Regions from separate parts of the Rattus norvegicus genome. Here region 1 is linked to region 2. A link is a contact called in public Hi-C data. All regions are on one chromosome and are shown on one strand. Each heading gives the region's core, a stretch centred on a gene start, on an enhancer-like site or on the middle of the called end of the contact. The rest is flanking DNA. Distances are from core to core; before and after follow the strand shown.

Region 1 (5,204 bases), core at 1,583-4,082, 65 kb before region 2:
CAGAAGACACGGAAGAGAGGCAAGTCCTGATAGTCGTTATTATTGGGGGAGCGAAGAAATGGGAGAGGAGCCAGAGGTGGCAGTGCAGTTAAGGCACGGGTTTTGAACATTGATAAACAGTTTGCTTGTTGGCTCATAGGAGAGAGATGCACCATTGGATGGAACAAAGTCTCTGAGGGGGCACCAGCAGACGGATGCTTCGATGCAGATATAGGTCGTCTTTAGCTAGAAGTATAGAGGTTCATACACTGTAGCGGGAAGAGCAGCCTGCTCATGTAGATGGAGCTGTGGGCAGACTGGTAAGTGGGAGTTCAGGAAAGCTATTTTCCTGGTGGCTTCTAATTTCTACAGGGAACCAGAACCAGGGTCAGCAGTTGAATATGAGCTAAGCCTGGTAGAGGGCTTGAAGCAGAAGGTGCTGTCAGGAAAGGGAGAGAGAGTGATCTGAAATATGATGGAAGGCCCCGCTTCAGGACAGTGACTTCAGTTAGCCTGCTGTGCTTTCTCTGCAGAACTAGAGGTGAGGGCTGAGGTAAGGGAGGTGGGAGGGATGGGGGAGGGAGGGGGCCAGGGAGACTGGTTCCTTTGTTCTCTTCCCTTTCCTATTTGTTTTTGTAGCAAACAAAACTCTTGAGACTCTCCACTGTTCACTGTGACTCAATCCTGGATGAGATCTGAGGTTCAAAGGCACACAGCATTTTCTTCAGAACTTCTGCTCTTCCTGCCAGTCAGCACTCATTTGGAAGGCTGACCTTTGACCATAATGGCAGCGTAAGCACTGAAATGTGTCCCAAGTCAGTTCAGCAGCTACTCGGTGCAAGATGACCAGCTGCGGTTATACCATAGAGGACTTTGGGAACCCTTGGGGGTCCTCAGTCCAGCAGAACCTAGTGTGAGTAGCACTAGTTCTGTTTGCCAGAGAAAGAGATAGATCTGGGGTTTTTTCAAATTAAAAAAAAAATAGATGCAAGGAAGCATCTGGAGAAAAAGCAAAGTTTACATTTACCATTTAAAATAGGCTTAAGATAACAATTGTTCTCTCTCCCCTCCAATCTCATAGAGTACCTAAGACCGAACAGCTAATGATCTGGATGTGTTAATGTCTTCATCTCTCTAAGCAGGAATAGCAATATTAATGGTTTTTCAGTGTGGCATTAATACCTGGACATGTATGAGATAGCATGTCATATAGCAAAGCTTTGTACACACTAGAAAATGAGACACTGATGACTTCCTTTTGTTCTGTGACTAGAGCAGAACTAATTATTGTTCCTTTGTCAGAATGTAAAGAAAATATTTATGAGTAAAGAACAAAATTTAATGGAGTAATTAATGAGGTTCTTTTGTAGAGGTGGCATCTGGGCTCATGAGCATATCACAGAAGTGATGTGTGGATAGCAGGTGACAGGAGGACATGTGATGTCACATGAGATGTCCCATGAGATCCCTCAGCCAACCCAGCACCTAGCCAAGCCACTTTCCTTCAAAGAACCTTATTTATTTGTTTATTTGTTTGTTTGTTTATTTTAAAGATATGCAAGACAGGGTCTTGCTATGTAGCCCAAGTTGGCTTTGAACACTGGATCCCCTTATCTTAGGCTCCCGGGAGCGGAAATTACAGGCCATGTGCCACCATGCTTAGCTAGAACCTTGCTTGTTGATGTAGGAAACAGATGAAATAGTATCTTATCCTTGACACCGTAGCTGAGGCTAAATGGAGCAATGTAGATTGTGCACCTGAATGGTGTTTAGTATGTAGTATGCTTACAGGAAGGCTGTGATAGGTACTTTTGATTCTGAACGTGGAGAAATCTTCACTGTTCTTCATGTTTTGAAGTCCTCTTTATCTAGGTAGGACCAGTTTGCCCATGGCCTCTGCAGGCCTCCATTCCAGATTTGAGGTTTTAATACATCTATGATTCTTGTAGAACAAAACAGACATAGTGAGCACCCCACTAAATATTTTTAGGATTGAGAATTCTTTCCAATTTTCACAGCAGAGAAAGCTGCCACCATTTGGAAGGCTCTCACTTATCTTGTCCCCTCAATTTTATCTATTAGGATGCTGGGGGTAATATACAGAAGAGACTCCGATGTGGGTAGAACTCTGCTAGATTACTGTTTCTGCAAGTGGCATAGCATATGTTAGGAGCAGCTAAGATTAACTTATCCATTATTATTTCTGAAGATGTCACTGTCGTCATTAACACAGAGACCCTGTCTCCCCTGCTCATAGTCTAGGGAGACAGGACACATACACAGAGAATGACATCTGATGTTGCAAGATGAATGATATTTAGCAACCCTCGCTTAATTCCACAGCACAAGGTTGGCACACTCAGATCCAATAAAAACTTTAGAACATTGTCTGGGTGTGGCGAGAGAGAGTTGGCTGTGCCTAAGAAACCGTACACTATTTCCTGTACCAGCTGATCAAAGAAAAGAGCAGCTAAGAGCCCCACGAAGGAATGAAAGCAATGAATGCTGCTTCCTTCCTAGGGTAAGGTAGCATGTTGTGAAACTGTTTCTGAAACCCCGAGGACAAGTGTCAGCCACTGGGTCGCCAGCATCTCAGACTTGGTTCAGGGAATGACCGTGGTGGGGGTTGGTGGGGTCAGCCTCTGGCAGTTCAGCTGTTCCTGGGTTTTTCTTTGTTACCAGCTGAGGCTCTTGTTATCCACATCCAAGAAGAGAGAAATGGAAGCTGGGATTACACGCGGCATCATGCTGTAATGAAAGGAAAAGTCTTCAAGTCCAGGCTTTCACACACACAGCTCTGTGGCCTTTCCCAGTTTATCTCTGTGACTGTCTCTTAACGACAGTTGGTAGGACTGGAGATGACGTAACATACTGACTACCTATTCACTGACTCACAACACCATGAAGCACTGTGTGGCCATACAAACTCATTCTTTCAGACCACAATTAAAAAAACCCAAAAACCAAAAAAACAACCAAACCTTAACCAGGACACTTTCTGTTAAAATGTTCCAATCATATGTAGTTCTGAGCATTGGCCTCACAGAACGATTCTTGGCCCAGACCACATCTTATGAATTGTTAACTTTGCCTTCCTTTGGTTCTAAGTCTGCTTCCTATATCTCAATCCTCAGTTTAGAAGGTTCTAGAACCCATCCTTAGGGGAAGAGCTGGGACCTGGGAAGACTATTACCCACTCATGTCTACTGTGGAGCAAATTAATCAAGGGCATATGTCCCAGACAGTGGGTTAGTGATGTCATCTGCCTTCACAAAGAGTAACTTATTTTTTTTTTTTTTTGGTTCTTTTTTTCGGAGCTGGGGACCGAACCCAGGGCCTTGCGCTTCCTAGGTAAGCGCTCTACCACTGAGCTAAATCCCCAGCCCCAAGAGTAACTTATTAATGTCTCAGTGACTCACACTGTATGACTCTCCAGGCATTTGCTAGAGGATAAGTATAGGATCAGATGAACAAGAATATACGGAGACGGAGACGGAAAGCATTTTAAATGGGGCAGTGGCTTGGAGAGAGAAACAGAGGTCAGCTATGCTGAAGGTAGGGGAGAGAGGGACTGACTGAGAGCTAGACAAGAGCAAGGGAAAGTAAAGAGATCTATTCAGAAGGGGGTGGTGGTGTGGACATTAAACGAGAAAAGAAAACATGGCCGGGGGAAAGTGGAAAGAAGTACCGTTACATGTCATTGCATGCCGTTATATGTCATCAAGTGTCATTATATGATCAAAACCTGAGTTGCTGGAATGATCAATTAAAGAAAGTTAGAATTTCTCAGTATATCTTCAGATCAGTTCGGTCTCAGAAGGAAGATGTTTAGGAATATCTGATTCAGGGATGAGAGGTTTTGTGAATCTGGTGAAATCCATGGTAAAAAAGAAAGGATAAGTTTAAATTCCAACTGTTCTGTATAGGAACCTAAAGCCGATCTGTCTTAGGAGACCTTGCTTTATGTAGGCATGGGAATTCATGTGAGAGAGGGATGAGTAGATTATGGTAGCTATCCTGGTGGGTTTGAGATCAAAGAATCTAGTCTTCAGATCTTCTCTGTTACATGGATGTCACTTTTTAAACGTTTGCATATGTGTCTGCTTCTGTATGTTTACACATGTGTTTGCATATGTGATTATGTGTATATTTGGTGTGTACATGTATTTGTGTACAAGGGTCAGTGAATGTGTATGTGCCTAGGTCAGCGTGTGTCTATGCATGTTTGTGTGATTGCATGCCTCTATGTATGATTCTGTATGTGTTTGTGCATATGTATGAATATGCTTGTCTATACTTGTCTATGTGTGTGACTGTGCATATGTCTGTTGTCTGTATAGATACAGGTGTGTATTTGTATTGCATATTTATGCATTTATGTATGTCTTTGAGTATGTCATGTATATATGCATTTGCATGTTCCTGTTTGCCTTTGCATTTCTCTGTATATGTATTTGAATGAGGGGAGGGTATTTACATATGCATTTGTATATGTGTGTGTGTGTGCATTTTTCTTTGGTGTGCATTCGTGCTTATGTCCCTCTGCCTAGGTATATGCACATATGTTTGTATAATTGTATGGGAATTCCCATGTTTAGCTATGTGTGTTGGTGTGTGTGTGTGTTTGCATGCATGTTTGTGTGTGCATGTGTTTTTGTGTGCGCAAATGTTTGTACTTGTGTTTATGTGTGTGTTTATTATGTGCATGCATTTGTGTTTGTGTGCTAGTGTGTCCTTTTTCAGTGGTCTTCATGTATGTTTGTGTGTGTGTCTGTATTTGTGCTTATGTCTGTGTGTGTGGGAATTTATTGATTATGCTTTTGTTTGTAGGCACATGTGTGTATTTGTGGGTGTTTGTGTGCATACATGCGTGTTTGTATATGTTCATGCATTTCTGTGTGTATGCATGTGTGTGCCTTTGTGTATGGTTATGTGTGTATGTTTGTGTGTGCATGCATGTGTTTGTATGTGTGTGTATATGAATGAATGTATTGTGTATATGCATGTGTATGTTGTATGTGTGAAGGATTTCAGGGAGTGTTTGTTTTGAGGCAGCATTTCACTGTGTACTCTGGATGGCTCACTATGTAGACCAGAGACTGGCCTTGAATTCCCAAGTGCTGGGATTAAAAGCATGCACCACCACACTAAGCATGTGTGCATGTCTGCATGCACGAGTATGCTTATGTGTCTTACATATGTTTGTACCCCCAACAGTAATTCCT
Region 2 (5,513 bases), core at 2,442-4,941:
AGGGAAAGGTAGCAGAGTTGAGAAAAGAACAAGTGATATAGGTAAAGGAAGTATGAGTTCCCTATGGCTACAATTTCAGGAGACATATCGGGTCATGTGATATATTGGGTAAAGCAGCTAGATTTAAAGCCAAAGAAACACAGTTCCATCCTTTGTCTGATCTTTAGGTGACCACTTGCCACTTGGTGACCACTTTCCGCTTTGTGTTCTAATAGTCAGATTCCTCCAATCACCACACATGGCTCCCTCACCATTGTCTTCAAGCCTTCTCCCAATCACAGTGTGACCGTGTGTTTTCAGAGTGAGTTCATGGATGATCAAAAGGGGAGCGTAGGGGACACAAATTGGCCTTTGATATCTATAGCACAGTGAATATTGTTACCTTTATTTTTTTTTTAAAGAAGGAGCTACAAATGGCTAGGGACATATTACAGGGGGAGGAAAGATGGTGTTATCTCTGCAGAATGCACTTTCATGCTCCACGGGAAAGGGAGGAGGAACCTCAGGACCAATCTAGAGACGTGTAAGCAACATCTCTGTGGCTTCTGGGGATATGGCCGAACACCGGATGTGTCTCAAACTGTGGATAACCCAAGATCCCTTCTTCCCTTGCCACTCCTGTCTACCCAGGTTCCCAATCTGAGTCCTATCCACTTTTCTTTCTTTCTCTGTTTCTGTCTTGAGACTGATTCCCACAAGTTTTCCTGGCCCTCATATTCATTCTCATTGTTGGGTCTACTGACATATGTCTTTGAATCAAGGAAGTTCTTTCAGCCTAAAATCTTTCAGCTAGGTCCTCAAGCCCCCCTCCCACTCCCCCTTTCACCTCCAAGTCCCCTCTCTTCTGAAGCACATAGATCTTCACTGGAACTTCTAAGTGTATGTGGCTCTTGTGGAAGGAGAGAGTAGGTACATGTTCCCTCAAGACAGAGAGTGCTCCCACCACCCCAGGTGAGATCTCTGGGTGTTGTCATTCAAACAGGCTTAGCTATAGAGAACCTTTATCCCCACCTCTCTCAAGCGCCTCCCCCTCCCCCTCCAAGTTTATTAAGCTGAATCTGAAGCTGAGTTATAGTGCGAGCCCAGCAAGGCTGGGACAGGTGCTCTGGGCAGCAGGCTGTAAGCTGTACATGTGCTATGCAAGGAAACTGTCATCAGCAACTGGAGATGCTTGTTTCGGAATGTGTTGAAAGGGAGAAACAAGGCTTAATTGTGGGTTTATTTATACGTGTGATCGTGGTGACAAAGGCCTAGGCAGCTGACACTATAGCTCCCATCCCAGGGAAGAGAGCAAAAAAAAAAGTGCAGTTGTTCTAATTAATATTAGCAGATGTGATATGACACCCTCAGGACCCTTGCCCTTCACCCGGACTTCTGTACGTGGCGAATCTAAACGTTTTCGAATTCACAGTCATAGTCAGTCATCCGGCACATTATGAACTTCCACTGGCGATCCCTGTAGGAGGAGAGCCAAAAGAGGAAAGTTAGAGAGTGTAGAAAGATGGCTCCTGGGGAAAAGCACTGCTGGGCTTTGGCAGGATTTGGAGCTGTGGGGATTCTCACCTTGAACTCAGAAGACTTTGATAAAGTCCCCAGAGAACTGATGAATCTGTAAGGTTAGATTGCCCGTTGCTGGTTATAGGGCACATGGAGGAATAGGCTTAGTGTGATAAGACTTGCTTTAAAGGATTACCAGTGAAAGGTGATGATGTCAGATTTTGAGGGTGCGGGACTCAAAAATTGGTCTTTCTCTTGTACTATGCTGTGTCCCTTGCCAAGTGTCCTTAATGCCACCAGGGATACAACTGTCATGCTCTTGGCCTTAACCCAATAAAGTGTGGTACTACTTTATCCATATTCAACTGAGCAATTTCTTCCACAGCACGGTCCTTCCTCCTCCTCCTCTTTGAACCTGACAGGCTTATTCCTGAGTCTTAAACACCGATGGCTGACAGCGCTGGCGTCCAGCTTCTGAATGGGAAGTATGTGGGGATGACCATGCTATTCTGAGTGGGGGGAAGGGGATGGTGAGCAAATAGGTCAAGGCCGGCTTTCTCATTCTGAGCCTGTTTTTCCAGCTTGTCCTATGCAGTGCATTCCCTGGAACATCTTTAAGGAATGAGTTATGTATTGATATTCGTTCCTGTAAAGTCATCCACAGCGGATATGGTTTACTTGAGAGGATTAGCACACTGGTGCTGTGCGTTTTCCAAGTGAATTTAATGACCACAGCTAAGACCCGTGCATCTACGCATGAAGACGGTAAGAACGAGCCTGTGGCCAGGCATCTGTGATGGAGGTTTGAGAGGCAGTGAATGGAAACTGAGAAAAATTTAGACTTGATCCTGAAAGAATCAAGGGGACTAGCCAGGTTCTGTTTCCCATGACGGACAGTAGCTTTCAACTAGGGGCTAAGTGACTCCATGATACATTTGGCAATGGCTGCAAAGAGTTTTGCCTGTCACCCCGAAGGGAGATAGATACCAGTGGCACTTGGTGGATGGGGCTAACACCTAGAATCACTGGACAGGCTCTTGCAACAGAGAATTATCTGGCCCCAGGGTGAGAAACCATTCCAGGAGGGACATACACAAGTGAGTTTTGTATGGAAGGGAAGGGAAGGGAAGTCCTTGCTCTGATGGTATTTGTCCAGTGGGACTGGGGGTGAGCACCCCATCTTCGACAGAAATAAAGAGACTAAAACTGTGGATTTCCAAACCACTAATTGCATCAAAACTGCATGGGCCTGCTAATTTTATGTATGCTACTTTTATTTTTATCTGGAGGGAGGCAGAAGTCATTTTAAAATAATTCAGAGACACTATACCTCTGTCTTCAGCGGTTCTGTACAATTTATGTAGCTAATCATTGCCAAGTCAGACAGAATCGGCCATTTTAACTGCCAAAAAATATTTATTTAGCACCAATTTTAAGTGATAGTCATTCATTCTTTACAGTTTCCATTTTTTTTTGTTATATTTTTAACCAGAAAACTCAGAACCAATGTCCCCTTTAACCTGGGAATCTTTAGGAACACTTGATCCGGGCACAAAGTTTTCTGAACTTTGGCAGACACTTTGGTACTCAATGACATTGGATTTCTATACTCTGTGAGTTCTTGGGTCTCTCTCTTCTTAAATATTCTCACTGTGTGGTATACCACTCAGTTGTTCCCCTCATTAGGATGTATTTATCCAACCACAGCTTTTAGAAAACAGGTAACTAAGTAAGTTAAAACCCCATCTCAAACAGAAACAGGCTACATATGAAACTGAGGTGTTCTGTAGAGAAACCAGAATCTTGGGACCTAGAACCTGGTACATACAATGTGCTCATCCAGAGCTTTCTTTGTGCCTTTAAGCTTTGTGTTTCTTAATAAATAAGTTAACTGCAGCTAAGTGAGATGCAACTTCATTTGGAAGCCTGTACACAAAAGGAAACGGCACTCAAGTTGCTCAGAGTCTGTTAGCAACTGAGGTTTTACTTTCTGTTTTATTTGGTTTGCAAAACATGTGTGGGTAATCTTCCTGGAATTAATTTTTGTGTGACATTATTATCACTGGATTAAAGTTAGTCAAATCGTCTCTTAACTTTTGAACTTCTCCATAGTTTCCCATGAATTAATAGAATAACCACAAGATCCCCAATGATGATCATGTCTACAGGAATTTTTGAGTCTTGTTTTCTTAGGGTTTTAACCTACTCTAGAGAGGCCTACAAAGGAATGCTGGGAGGAGCAGGGGCGAGGTGCAAGTGAGTGCTGTTTTTCTTAAGTTATTTAGATGTCTTTTCCCTTAAGGATTCTGACTTCATCACGTAATGGTTCCCCCCGTTTCATTTTTAGTTGTGATTAGTTAGACACTGTGGTCTGCATGTTAACGTCTGTTATGAAATCTGTGTGCTGCAAACTAATGTCCAATGTAATCATAGCACTAAGTAGTACTAAGAGGTAAGGGTTGGGAGCTGATTATATCAAAAATATGCTGTCCTCAGGAATGGTTTTAGTGCCTTTGGAACTAGGTTCAGTTCAGCTGTGTGGGGACACAGTGAGATGGTCTGTCTTCGAAGCAAAGATCAGTCCTCACTACATATCTCCTGCTACCTTGATCTTGAAGTTCCCAGTCTCTGGGACAGTAGATTTCTGAGTTTTATAAGTTGTCTAGTCTGTGTTATGCCAGACTGAATGTATGGAGAGAATGGATTTTGTGTGTTCTTCCTTGTGAAAACCTCCTCTTCCTTTCTTCCTCCCTACGATTCTAAGTGGGGAACACACACAGGTACAGGACTAGAAGGGCTCCAATTTGAGAGTGAATACCCTTCCAGCCATCTCAACCTTTCCTTGTCATGTCAATCGGTGTCTGAGTTTGACTGCAAAAATTGTTTCGAACATCAAGGAATGCCCATGCCAAGTTCAAGGCTGCTGTTGTACTCGAGTAGGTTGGTGTCTGTCCTTCTTGTCGAGGTCACACTGCCTTGTGAGGCAAGTTTCCAAGACTTCTCACTTCTCACTGGATCCTGCCACCTAACCAAACCCACAGCCAATCCTTGACTGAGTGGAAAGATAGATTATTGGGGTATCAGGTCCACGGTCAGGGCCCCAGCAAGCAGTGAATGCACACAGTCGCTAGCCCTGAGGTCACCGGACAGGGGTTGGCCCTCTCACCTTTCCACTGCAGAGAAAGTGGTTGTTGCTCCTCTCATATAGAAATCATAGTCATAGGAAATCATGTCCATGTCTTCGCCGTAGTGGCCTGGGTACTCGGTTGTCATCCTGTGGAGAGAGAACAAAGGGTTGGAGCAGATGAAAGGTCAACGTGAAGGAGATCTTGGGAAACTGCATCCGAAGTTCGGTGGTTTCTGCCAAGCCACAGTGATAGAGATCTTCTTCTATTTCTCTACTTCCTTTCTCTCGCCATTGAACTATACACTGAGCATGTGCGGCAGCAGCAGCTGCAACTGTAGCTGTCACATGTGCAGAAACCTCTCCTGTCTTTGAATTATTTGAATTATTTGTATTTGAATTGTTATATGCTGAATTGTTTCCATCCTATTCAAGTCAGCCAGGGTGCTGTGTCAAATCAGATCATGACTCATTGTTAGATCATAAAATCGATTGAACTGACTATGACTAGGTTTATACTGATTGTCAATTTGAAAGGGTCTAGAATCGTCTTGGAGAGATGTTTTTTTCTAGATTGTGCTAACTGAGACTAAATGTAGACAGAACTATGGTGTGGTATTTTGAATAGGTTTAGCCTTCATAGACTAATGGTTTTAAATGCTTGACCCATGGGGAATGGCACTATTAGGAGGTGTAGCCTTGCTGGAGAAAGTGTGTCACTGTGGGGGTGGGCTGTCAGGTCTCCTATGCTCAGGCACTGCCCGGTGTGGAATCTAGTCTCCTCCTGGCTGCCTGCAGAAGTCAGTCTCCCTCTACTGTTTGCAGGTTAAGATGTAGAACTCTTGACTCCTCCAGTACCATGCCTGCTTGCACTCTGCCATGTTTGCCGATG

What was found. Hi-C and Micro-C count contacts between places; a contact is called where the count stands out from the background.
Region 1: a contact with region 2 is called in a Hi-C map of the A7r5 cell line, with 1.5 times the contacts expected there. The contact joins two enhancer-like sites. A contact is called at or near these places in 2 of 12 Hi-C or Micro-C datasets (the A7r5 cell line and hepatocytes).

The regions. Positions count from the first base shown.
Region 1 is chr13:79,744,334-79,749,537 of GRCr8, reverse strand. The region is part of intron 1 of LOC102546371 (a long non-coding RNA gene); the gene reads left to right. It overlaps LOC108352565 (a long non-coding RNA gene), which reads right to left. Exons shown (of 3, transcript XR_001840891.3): 3 at 1-2,727. Among named protein-coding and RNA genes, the nearest start is that of Xcl1, 39 kb to the left of the region's middle. Within about 2 kb of position 2,832, at least 10 of the 93 cell types and tissues checked have an H3K27ac peak or open chromatin away from gene starts, as enhancers often do. A contact at or near this core is called in the A7r5 cell line, where this site is marked.
Region 2 is chr13:79,679,604-79,685,116 of GRCr8, reverse strand. It overlaps Dpt (dermatopontin), which reads right to left. Exons shown (of 4, transcript NM_001401366.1): 3 at 4,664-4,771; 4 at 358-1,456. The coding sequence ends at 1,390. It overlaps LOC102546371 (a long non-coding RNA gene), which reads left to right. Exons shown (of 8, transcript XR_010057087.1): 4 at 1,883-1,982; 5 at 2,079-2,262. Among named protein-coding and RNA genes, the nearest start is that of Dpt, 26 kb to the right of the region's middle. Within about 2 kb of position 3,691, at least 5 of the 93 cell types and tissues checked have an H3K27ac peak or open chromatin away from gene starts, as enhancers often do. A contact at or near this core is called in the A7r5 cell line, where this site is marked.